Linked DNA regions of Sus scrofa: region 1 is linked to region 2. Evidence: chromatin contacts called from public Hi-C data. All regions are on one chromosome and are shown on one strand. The core of a region is the stretch at or near the end of the contact, and the rest is flanking DNA. Distances in the headings are between cores, read along the strand shown.

Region 1 (5,844 bases), core at 1,226-3,725, 130 kb after region 2:
TATCTTTAATGTTATACAGTGACAAGAAAAAGGAGAAAAAGGGCAAAGGATTTAGACACAAAAGAAACAGACTGGAAGAGAAGTATCACATAGAACCATAGGCAATAAATTAATCATCTCTCTTTCCCTTTGTTTCCTCATCGCTAAAGTAAAGATCATAATACCCCTTCCAAGGCTGTTAGGAAGAATACTTTAGGTAATATACTTAATGTGTATTACCTCTCTTCAAAACGTTCTAAAATGCATTATTCCCTTAACTTCCATGCAAGAAAACCCCTCACATGAAGATAAGATTAGCTTAACAACAAAAAACAAACAAAACAAAACAAAAAAAACCTCACAAATGTTAAAAGGGAAACACAAACATGAGGTGGTTAGATACTAGAGAAAAGAGCCCAAGGTTATCTCAGAAAGAAGAGCATCAAACTGAAGCAGATTGCTTTGGATTGCCTCTTCTGGAATAGGCCTCCTCTTGCCTCACCATCAAAACACATCCCAACCAGATTCCCTAGGGTAGAGGTAGTCACCCAGGTGGCTTCCCCTTTACCCGATTTTTAAGCCTATTCCATTTTCTGCAGAAAGCTACATTAGGCACAAGACCTCAGCAGCTCCCAGTATAAAATAGAGCATCACTGATCTCTACCTCTGAAGGTTGGTGACAGTCCTTTCCAGTCACTCTTCAGCTTTAGGGGGGTTGGTTGATCTCAGGGACAGCTGACAGCCTTATTTAGCCAACCAGCTGCTCTGTGATACACAGTGTCCCGAATGCTCAAAGTCTGATGGATGATTCTTTTGTATCCATATAAGCAGCAGTTGGAGGAGAATCCATCAGTCCCTTTGGTAGCCTCAGGGTGTCAAGGCTGCCATTCAAATCATTACCACCATAATTATTAACCATTGTTTTAGTGAGATATCTGCCAGGCAATTGTTTTTTTTTTTTTTTTTTTTAATCATTAAAAAACAATCAGATTTCACTGGAGCAACGCTTGCCTCAAGTCACATCAACACGTTTATTAAACCCCTTCTGTTTGCTCAGTTGAACAGGAAGTCTTAAAGAAGGGAATACTTAAAATACTCTGATTTTAAAGAATAATGCTGTAGGGAAGATGTTTACACACACACACAATTACAAGGAAGAGTTGTATAATACATACAGTATATACACACTCTTACAGAGGGTCAGAGTGGCAATTTTATTTCCTGCATTTTATCACTATAGGATGCAATGGAGGAGACGCCATGGATAGAGGATTTGGAGGAATAGAATATTGCTTTTTTTCCCCTAGCAGATAAGAGAAAAACAACCAAGGGAGCAGGGAGGATATGCACCCCATTAGAGCAGCCACCAGAGCATGACTTTTTGACAAGTTTTCATCATTTCGGATAAATGTTAAAGGGCTTTTGCTTCAGAATGCGGTGTCTGATTCGGTGAGATACTCAAAGGCCTTGTCCATATTGCGACTTGGAGCCACACTTTGAACCCATTTTTTCAAGCAAGCTAAACGCAAACAGTGCAGAGGAGTGCACATGGTGAGGTCACAAACCCGGCTCCATGACATTGCAGGAAAGAACGTCTTGGATACACCTGCTAACATTTTAGACCATGCTTGATTTCCCCTGGGGTTTCGGCATTAACCACATCTCAAAGTGTTTACCATCACTGGTGGAGCTTGAGTAATCCTGTTTAAAGGTTGAAAACACTACCAAACAAGGCCAAAAAGAGAGTAAAAAAGATAGTCAAAAACAGAACCAAAGATCCGCCAGGAAAACAAAAGCAGACGGGGGCAGAACCGAGGAGAGAGCTGGAGCCCAGGAGCAGCAACTGGAAGTTCCCGGCGGCCAGGCACCCACCGTCATCCTGCCCTCGGAGTGGCGCCCTCGCCCGCGTGGGAAGCATAGAGCCGTCCCCCGGCGGTGTGTGCTTTCTGTGGCAGGCCTTGGAGCTCAGGGGAAATGGGCAGAGGCGAGAGGCGTATAGGCGTCGAGGTCGAAGCGCGCGGGAGGACGTCGGACGCCCGGTAAAGAGAGATCAGGGGCTCCTACGGGGGCCGAGGCTCCTAAGTCTGGGTAAACAGCACCTGGGCGGGTTCCTGAAGTGTGAGAGTGGAAGTGAAAGCAGGACAGGACGAGGGGAAGGAGGGCGCCAGGGGGCGGGGGGCGGGCGCTACGAGAGGAAAAAAGGGAACAACGGACAGGGATGCGGGCGCAATGAGATCCCCGCGTGAGCCTGAGAATATACGCTCAGCCTCCAATAGGGGACCGGTACGGGGAAAACGGGGCGTGACCCGGCCGTCCTGCGCGCGCCACTGGCGAGGAGCAGGCGGGAGCCAGGACTTGAAGCGGATAGTCGGAAGGGCGCCGCGTCAACAGCCGCGGCAGCCGGGCGGGGGCGAAGCTGAGTGCGCGTGCGCCGCGCGCGAGCCGGGGAGCGGGCGTGGAGTGGCGGGAGCGCGCGTGCGCGCGCCCAGGCAGCCCGGGCACCGGGTCCTGCCTTTGACGGGAGGAGGCGGCGGGTCCTCTCTGTGACGGCGGCGGTGCCTGCTCCAGACACCTGAGGCGGCGGCGGCAGCCCCGCGGCGGACGCGGAGATGTGGCCCTTGGTGGTGGTGGTGCTGCTGGGCTCGGCGTACTGCGGTGAGTGGTCACTCGCTCTTGGTTCTGCGGCTAGTGTCTAACCGCCCCCGCGGCAGCCCCGCGGCGCCCGGGCGGGTGTGTGGGCTGCACCCTGTCTGGCCTGGCGGCGCCCTGGAGAAGGTGGCAAGGGAGCGGGATGCGCGGGCCCTGCCCGCCCCGGGTGTGGACGTGGGAGGGCCCCGCGGGTAATCGGCGCCCCCCTTCCTTTCTTCCTTTCCCTCCTCTTCTCTTCCCCCTGGGTGGTAGCAGGGCTCATCTTCCCCCGTTCTCCACCTCTGGATGCACACATGGAGAAAGACTTCAAACGGAGCACCTCGCGCAGAAATTAACTGTAGAGAGAAAGGGCGCAATCGGAGCCAACCGTTGGCAGCTGTTAGGGTCCCCCCTCTTTCTCACCCCTCTTCCTTCTCAGTGCTTTAAACGCATTTGAGGTTGAAGGAGGAAGAGTGGGAGGGCCCGAGCCTTTTGCGATGAAAGTGCGCATTTTGGCGAAGTCTTTGAGAAGGGGTTTCTCCGGTTTGCCCTCCCACAGGAATACAGGAGTTACGGGGACGTAAAGGACAAATTAAGTTTCCTTTCCAACCTAGCATTTAATCAGAATAATCTTTTGGCTGCCTTTTTTTTTTTTTTTTTTTTTTTTTTTTACCCTAGAAATAAGCTTCTTCGATGGAAACTCTTTTCTCACTACCCCCAAGCCCCCTCAACCCTTTAATACAGTCCAAATTGCACGTTCAAGTTTTCTTACTGTATTTAGGGGAGCATTTTTAAAAGTAATCTAGATTTCGCTTGAAGTATGAAGACAGTAACCCCTAGTCAAAATTATATTTGCGGCAGGGTGGGATTCGTGTCTTTCGACTCCAAAGGCTTTTTGCCCCCCACCCCCAAGCTTTTAGAATCCGTTTCGCTTTTTGCCTTTTTAAAACGTGTGCTTCGTCTGTAAAATTGAGGAAGGAATACGAATTTTCGTGGCTCTATAGTGCCTGTCATACTTTACATCTATAGAGCCTCTTGAATTAGAGTTAACAGTAACAAGGTATCGTTACATTTGATTCTAGAATGCTGAATTAATTAGATTTTAAACGGCATATTAGCCTCATTGTGCCATTCAAAAAGGCTGTGACTTCAAGTTATTTCCTAAATGCCCTTAAGTCCAGGCTTACCACTTTTCCCACTCTCTGAAACCTCCTGGGATGTCGGAGCTGTTAATAATCAATCTCTATTATCTAAAGGGTTGATATTAGGTAAGGCAGTGTTTCCTGTTATCGTACTTAACAGTTTGTTGTCCATTACTATGATTATAGCTCACATAATACTGCTTTCAGAAACCTGTTGTACGATCAGAAAGCCTTATATCAAAACTCATTATAAATTTATAATAAAATATTTCAATTCAGACCATTGGTCTCAAAGCCAGTTTGGAGCATAAAAAGTGTAAATCATGTACAGTTTTAAAAACAGGGATCCTATTTTCAAGTGGATTAGAAAGAACTGCTAGAATGGCACTTTTGGGGATAGAGAGTGTTAGGCCTCCTCTAGTAACAGGTATGATCTGTATAATTAGCATTCATTACATACAATATTAATATACTCAAGTCCCTGTGGAGTCATAGAATTCAGAATTTATAGTATTTTATTGTACTTAGTTAATAATAACCTGAAAAAAAAAATAGAGGCTTTATGCACTTGAGTTCTGTTAAGTGTTGAATGTAAAACTGGAAGAGATAGTGTTTGTCATAAGATATAATGGATTTTTGTGCATGTGTGTTTAATATGTAGTTAAAAGAACATGTATGAGGAGATGTTAACAGTCTCAGAACACAGGTAGTTATAAACCCAAAGTGTTTGAGAGACTGAAATTAGATTCTAGAATGAATATGGAAGTCATAGATTTGTATGTTTATTTCTACTCAAGTTTGATTTTACTTTCAGTTTCATTTATAAATGATTGGTAATCAAAGCTATTTCCTGGTAGCCACTACAGTTTCAGTTGACTTTTATAGTAAAGAAAGTTATCTAAAATGCCCATTCCTTCTAATTACTGGCAAAATACAGCATCCTGTATTGGTTTACAAGATGCAGAATGAATTACTATTCTCCTTTCCTCCCCCCCATATGTCCAATTATACATTGTTTGAAAGCACATCAGCAGTTTCAGTGGTATTCACTAACTGATAAATAAAACATTACTCAAATAATGACAGTGATATGAACTGTCTTTTCAGAAGTTGAATGATTTTTCTTTGTTCAAAGTAAGTTTTTAAAAGCAAGGGGACACATGATTAAAAACATTTTTCTTGTCTAAGTCTAGTAGTACTTTGGCTTGCTTGAACAAAAATGTTTTCTTTTCTCCTTAAGAATATATTACTTTTAACCACAGTTTGCCATTTTAGGGAAGTAAATGCCTATTTAATAGTACTTATTTCCGGGGGCTGCCCAGCAGTCTGGAGGCAGTGTGCTAAAGCATTACACTAAATGCCTACCATTAGGACACTTGCTCATGCTGTCATCTGTATTTTGGCAGATGTTTTATCTTTGCCATTGAGTTGTTAATGGAGATTTGAAAGGCCAGGTTCTAAAGATGAAAAATAGGTGGTTTTCCTCAAATTGATAAGCGTTCTAAACCCAAAATACTCACATTATTGAAACTGGGTTTGTATTCCTTAATGTTAATTCAAGTTTAGCTGGTATAGACATTATTGTTTAATACATAACATTCATGTTCTTTTAGTGACATAATTTACATAAAACTGTTTTAAGTATGTTTTAGGCTTTTGCTGTCATAGCTTTTTATACAAGATTAAAATTTCTGTATTTTTATATCTTGTGCCTCAGCCTAATATAATGCACTCTTGGGTTGTGATAAAGCAACTTTCACTTTGTGTAGTAGTGCTGATATTTCTTCTGTGATAAAATAACAGGAATGATAGTGTAGGATCAATTTTGCTAAACTCATCATGGTACTAAAGTGAAAAAATGTGGAGCATCCAGGAAATTTGTTTTTGACATACCTAGACTAAAACAGTAGAACCTGAATTTTCCCTCTTTGTGGTTACATGGAGTCGAAACAGGAATTAGAAGCTACACCCTCCTCTGAATATTTCGTTCCATGGCCATGGATCAGGTGTGAAAGACTCAGAATCTGGTCAACCTCAGGGTTTGAGATTTAGATGAGTCTACATGCGTATTTGAATACATGTTACACTTATGGGT
Region 2 (5,704 bases), core at 543-3,042:
AGTGGGTTAAGGATCTGGCGTTGCCGTGAACTGTGGTGTAGGTCACAGATGAGGCTCGGATCCCGCGTTGCTATGGCTCTGGCATAGGCTGGGGCCTACAGCTCCAATTAGACCCCTAGCCTGGGAACCTCCATATGCTGCGGAAGCAGCCCTAGAAAAGGCAAAAATAAATAAATAAATAAATAAAAAGCCACAGGTTGCCTGTTGATTAATCAAGGCGCTCAAAGCATATTATCTGAGCCTTCATTCCCTCCCAATCCTAAAAAGCTGTACATCTATCCTGTACCCTGAAAGTTATACAGACATACCACAATATCTCTCCCCCACACACGTGGGGGTTGCATTTGGGATGTATGGGGGAGAAACACTGTTCCAAGGAGGCAAAGAAAAAACAATTCAGCAGTGGAGTAGCATCGAATCCAATTTTCCCACTCATTTTTATTAAAAGCAGCTGTTAATGACTTGCTGTAGGCAAAAAATGTTATTTTAAAAACAGTTCTCAGTGGTTTTCTTTGGGTTATTTTCTACATAAATCAGTTATTTTATGTATTTTCTTTGGTAAATAGAAAAAGGTATTTGCTTTTCTGATTCTTTGATCCTTTACTGGTATCAAAAGTTAGGTCTAGACTAATATTAAAATGATAAGTGCTCTTCCACCCATTTCTCTAACAAAAAGATATTACAGATAAATTTCAAAGTTCATTTACGTCAAAAAAAAAAAAATGGACCTCTTCTACATCCTCTAGTAGCAGATACAGGAGATTACAGATCAAAAACCACATAAATACGACCTATGTTCAACTTCTTGCCATAAGTTTTCTTTTCCGGGAAACCGTCAGCATCTACCACTTACCTTATTTTCCCACAGGAAAACTGCTTGATAGACAAGGCTTTTCTGAGAACTGCAAAGCCATGGTCCCTTATGCCCCTCTCTTGCATTTTCCAGGTAAATGGCTGCGGAGTACAGTAGTAACGCTGTCTTTAGCCACACTTAGAGCTACAAGGCAGGGAAATTCCTTTCCAGATCAACTTTATTTTGTTGATTTTTAACCAGGAACCTCAAAACTTTATACTACACGCAATGGGCTTGAAAGAGATTAAGCAGCAGGATGTTTCTGAGGTAGAGCAAATCCTTCCTCATGCTTTCTTTCTGCTCATCCTCTGCCTTTCCTCTTCCCCACCGCCTCCCAACCAACAACTCCTTTCCCAGCCCTGGAGTAATAGGAGGGAATTACAATATCTCAAATCTTACAATATACTGTTAAGTCAAATACAGCATTCCTTTATGAGGGAAAAGTAAGAAAAATAAGAAAAACTCGTAGGAAAGTTCCTGAGCTAAAGGGAAACCTATGCTATCGACTATCTCTACAACTGTGAAAACCTTCAATTTTGAGAAGAAAAATAAAAAAGATACCAGTGGGTTAACCAAGTCTTCAATACTACGCGTCTTCTTCTCTCTTTAATCTTTTAAACTGCTACCAGCTGACTCGGACGCCGGCTCTGCGGCCCTAGGTAACCACCAGCACAAGACCCGCAACGCCTGCTAAAGACCACCGCGAGAAGACAGAGGTAAGGCCAACGCGCCCTACTCGGTTTTTAAACTGTAGCGGGAGGAGGCGTGCCCGACGTGGGGCGGAGAACGCCACGCCCCCATAGGGGCAGGGCTGTCTCCCGGCCACTGCTTTCTCAGAGGCGGGGGAAGGGGCGGGGGCGGCCACATCATCCTAGAAACCCACCCTGGTTGGAGGGAATTTAGAAGGAGGTGGAGTCTAGTACCCCCGGGGCTGGGTTTCCAGGCGGTCGCCTGGTAACCAGTTGCGTAGGTCTGGTTGCTGCAGCGCAGGCCACGGAGGTCTGTGGGTCCGAGCTCGCGCTGCGCTCTTTCGGACCGTTTTGCTATGGCGGCCGCCGCAGCAGTGGTCACACCGTCGGGTTTGGAGGATGGGGTGTCTCGGTCCCGTGGCGAAGAAGCAGGGGAGGTGGTCGTGGAGCGGGGGCCTGGCGCGGCCTACCACATGTTCGTAGTGATGGAGGACCTAGTGGAGAAGTTGAAGCTGCTCCGTTATGAGGAGGATCTCCTCCGGAAGAACAATCTGAAGCCCCCGTCCAGGTGGGTGCTTGCCTCCCCGAGCTCCTGGGTGCCGGCTAGGCCCTTGGGGAGATGCCTTCCTCCTGCCGTCAGGGGATCTAGGGTTAGCAGATGATCTTTCTATCCGGGAAAGAGCAGTTCGCCACAAACTTGGCTATGGAGGACCAGGCTGCTCACGAAGTTTTAGACTTCGTATTTTTCTAGGGAGAATAGTTTTGGAACTATAGAAAGGACTGGAAGAAAACTTGCCTAGAGCACACATACAACTCCATAAAACACAAACTGTTTTCTTTTTTGATTATAAACGTAATAAAAGAACCTATTGTAGAGAACTCAGAAAACACAAGGAAATTTGTAAAAAAAAAAAAAAAAATACTGCAGTTACTCATAATCTCAATCCCAAAGATTAGTGCCATTATCGCTTTAGATCTATCTCTGGTTTTTGTTTTCCTTTTAGAGAATCTATCCCTATAACTTATAACTGTCGGTACCTAGGACCTTCACTGAGCATTTTATATGCAGTTAATAAACTTGTTCACTAATTGCTATGGTTTAAAAGACTTCTGCCCTTGCAATAACAGTACTCTCAGAAACTAAGAAGTGGAAAAGATAAATAAAATGACAACTATTGGAATTGTCTCTTTATCATAGAACGTAAAGTTCTGCCCTGTTCTGGTGGAGAAAAAGTTCATCATATCCTGAAGCCACTGGCGTTATTTACTGAGGGTAATAGCCAATCAGTGTAGCTTAGTGATTGCCTCATAAATGAGGTTTTATAGCTTGTCTTCACATTAGTACTTAACATTTAATTTTTTGTGTTAATTTTTGGTGTTTATTTGTCTAAGAGGCAGTTTAGATTAGGAATTTAGATTAAGATTATTAAGTCTAGTTCTTTCTCCTGATGGCTGTAGCTAGGCTCAAATAATTTCCCTTGACAATTTGGATGTCATTCTTGCTCTCTTCCAATAACTTGCATTAGGAGTAAACTGTCCATATTGCTAAGCCAGTCCATAATAGGAGAAAAGTTAGAGAAAAAAGTAGTGTTGCATAATCCAAGCTATAAACTGTAGGATTGAAAGTTATGGCTTAAATGAATAGGATAATACAAATAACCAAATAAAAATGTGTTTTTCTTTTCCTCCGAGTACATTTTTCAAACTCGAAGAAAACGGTATCAAGGTTCTGTTGATTAATACAAACTCTGTCCTAGTTCCCTAGGAGTTCAGCAGGGTACTTTGAGTCATCAATTTGTGTGGATATGATAATCCTCACAGTGTGGTCAACAGACCAGCAGCATCAGCATCACCAGGAAAACTGCTAGAAATGCAATCCCACAGGCCCTTTCCTGGGTGTAGAGTATCAGAAATTCTAGGGGTGGGCCTAGAAATCTGTGTTTTAACAAGCCCTCCAGGTGGTTCTGATGCCTGCTAAAGTTTGAGAGGCACTGTCCTAGGTCTGCAGTATCTATCAGTATCTATTACTCTCTCCTGGAGTTGTTTTCAGCCAATAAGGAAAAGATGAGTGTTAGTGGTAGGTGGACATATACCTGGAAAGATTTTATGGCCTTATTTTCTTCCCAGCTTTCTGTTATCTTCCAGAACATTTACATTTACCCTGTAGGAAAAATTTGGGGAAACAGGAAGTAGACTTCTTATTCTTATGAAAAATAGTTATAATATCTATAAATCCAATTATAAACATAATAGTAATAACTACACATAAAGCAAAATAGGATCTTTGATCAAATGACTGGAATGCTATTACTAGCAAGTTTTATTCCTGATTCGTTTAGGTGCAAATCATGTTGATCCTCATAGGACTGTTTTGAGTAGGCCAGGGCACTTGGCAAAAGTCAACAAATGTTTGTTAGACTAGGGATGTAATACGCAATGGTTCTTAATCCTGGCTGCACCTTAGAACCATTGAAGAAGTTTTTGAAATGTTCTCATACTGGGGCTTCACTCCCAAAAGTTCTGATGTAATCCATGAGGGAAGAAGCAGTGTTTAGCCAGTAGCAATAGTTTGATGAGCTCCTCAAGTGATTCAGTATGCAGCCAAGATGAGAACACTGTTTAGCACAGGGGATAGGCTAGATGCGGTAAGTAAAGATAACACATAAACAGTTTAAAACAGTGTAGAAATGAACAGTGAATAGTAATTAAAGCCTTTTTTTTTTTAAACTCAGTGATTCCCTTAATTCTAAATCACCTTTTTTAGGTGATACTCTCTTATTAATTATTCCTGACGCGTAAATGATTTTAGCCAAAGTTCTACTTGCCCAGTTTTTTAACATGCCCTGCATTTTCTGGGTATAAAGGTCTTTGATCTAATATTTTGTATACAGTGGTAATTGCCCTTATCCTGTTGATTAGAAAGTTTTATGTGAGTGTTATAGATTACTAGAAACATCAAAGAGTGAATTGTCAATGTCTTTTGATGTTAAAGCTATTTGGAAAAAAAAAAAGAAAATTCTTTTGGCAGTTTTGGATTTAGCCCCTTTAGCTACCGAGGGCTTATTTGCAATATTTCATATTTTACTCTTCCCCCTTGTTTTGAAACAGACACTATTTTGCACTGCCTACCAATCCTGGGGAACAGTTCTACATGTTTTGCACTCTTGCTGCTTGGTTAATTAACAAAGCGGGACACCCCTTTGAGCAGCCTCAAGAATACGATGACCCTAATGCAACGATTTCTAACATATTATCTGAGCTTCGATCATTGTAAGTGTCAACAACTCTTCTTTCTGCAGGTTCTCAAGTTAGGAAATTTTTAATATTGATAATTCAGCAACCTTTTAGAAGAATTCTCTGTGAATAAGTACTTGTCTATGTATATACATGCATGTGTGTGTATATATATATGTAAAATTATATCTGGATTTATTTTCAGATATGGTAGATATTATAACATTAATGCTACTTAAAAAAATGTTTAGTGTTCAATCCTTATAGCCCAAAGTAACAGTATTTTTCTTATTCTTGATGTCTCAGAGGTAAATTTATGAATACATATTTAAAAAAAAAACAACTAGGAAACCGAAACACTGTGTTTTGAAAGGGAACTTTGTTTTAATAGGCCATGAAAGCAGTTGTACTTTTCATTTCTGACTTTTCCTGGGGACAAGCTGTGAGAATTTTTGGCACACATGTTATTTTTGATAAGTGAATCACTTCATCCTTCATATGATTGTTTAACAGTATGATACCCAGCCTAGTAGTTATACTGATATTTCACCCTAACAAGATCAATGATTTGTTCTCTTGTCATGAGGTTATTGCCTCTTAATTTGATACTTTTGACAATAAGATATCTTCATTTTCCTTTAGTATTTATTTATGCACCAATGGATTTAAAAAAAAGACTAAAGAGATGGATTTCTAAGAAGCAATGTCATTACAGTTAAGTCATATTTGAAGAATAGAGGTGATACATTTATTCATTAGTACTTTGCTTAAAATATTTTGACATTTGCTATATAAATAACAAATAATACCCAGTTTATCTTTTGTATTTCAGGGGAGAACTGCAGATTTTCCTCCTTCAAAATTAAAGTCAGGTTATGGAGAGCATGTATGCTATGTTCTTGACTGTTTAGCTGAAGAAGCATTAAAA

Evidence for each region. Hi-C and Micro-C count contacts between places; a contact is called where the count stands out from the background.
Region 1: a contact with region 2 is called in a Hi-C map of skeletal muscle, with 8 times the contacts expected there. The contact joins the promoter of CD47 here to the promoter of IFT57 in region 2. A contact is called at or near these places in 3 of 47 Hi-C or Micro-C datasets (heart right ventricle, retroperitoneal adipose tissue and skeletal muscle) and 1 of 2 datasets of contacts at active chromatin or transcription factors (alveolar macrophages).

The regions. Positions count from the first base shown.
Region 1 is chr13:151,426,936-151,432,779 of Sscrofa11.1, forward strand. CD47 (CD47 molecule) reads left to right here and starts at 2,476. Exons shown (of 9, transcript NM_213982.1): 1 at 2,476-2,634. The coding sequence starts at 2,589. It overlaps LOC106505814 (a long non-coding RNA gene), which reads right to left and starts at 1,941. Exons shown (of 3, transcript XR_002337926.1): 1 at 1,852-1,941.
Region 2 is chr13:151,296,760-151,302,463 of Sscrofa11.1, forward strand. IFT57 (intraflagellar transport protein 57 homolog) reads left to right here and starts at 1,793. Exons shown (of 11, transcript XM_021070455.1): 1 at 1,793-2,110; 2 at 4,651-4,813; 3 at 5,609-5,704. The coding sequence starts at 1,899. It overlaps HHLA2 (HERV-H LTR-associating protein 2), which reads right to left and starts at 1,565. Exons shown (of 11, transcript XM_005670246.3): 1 at 1,415-1,565; 2 at 854-954.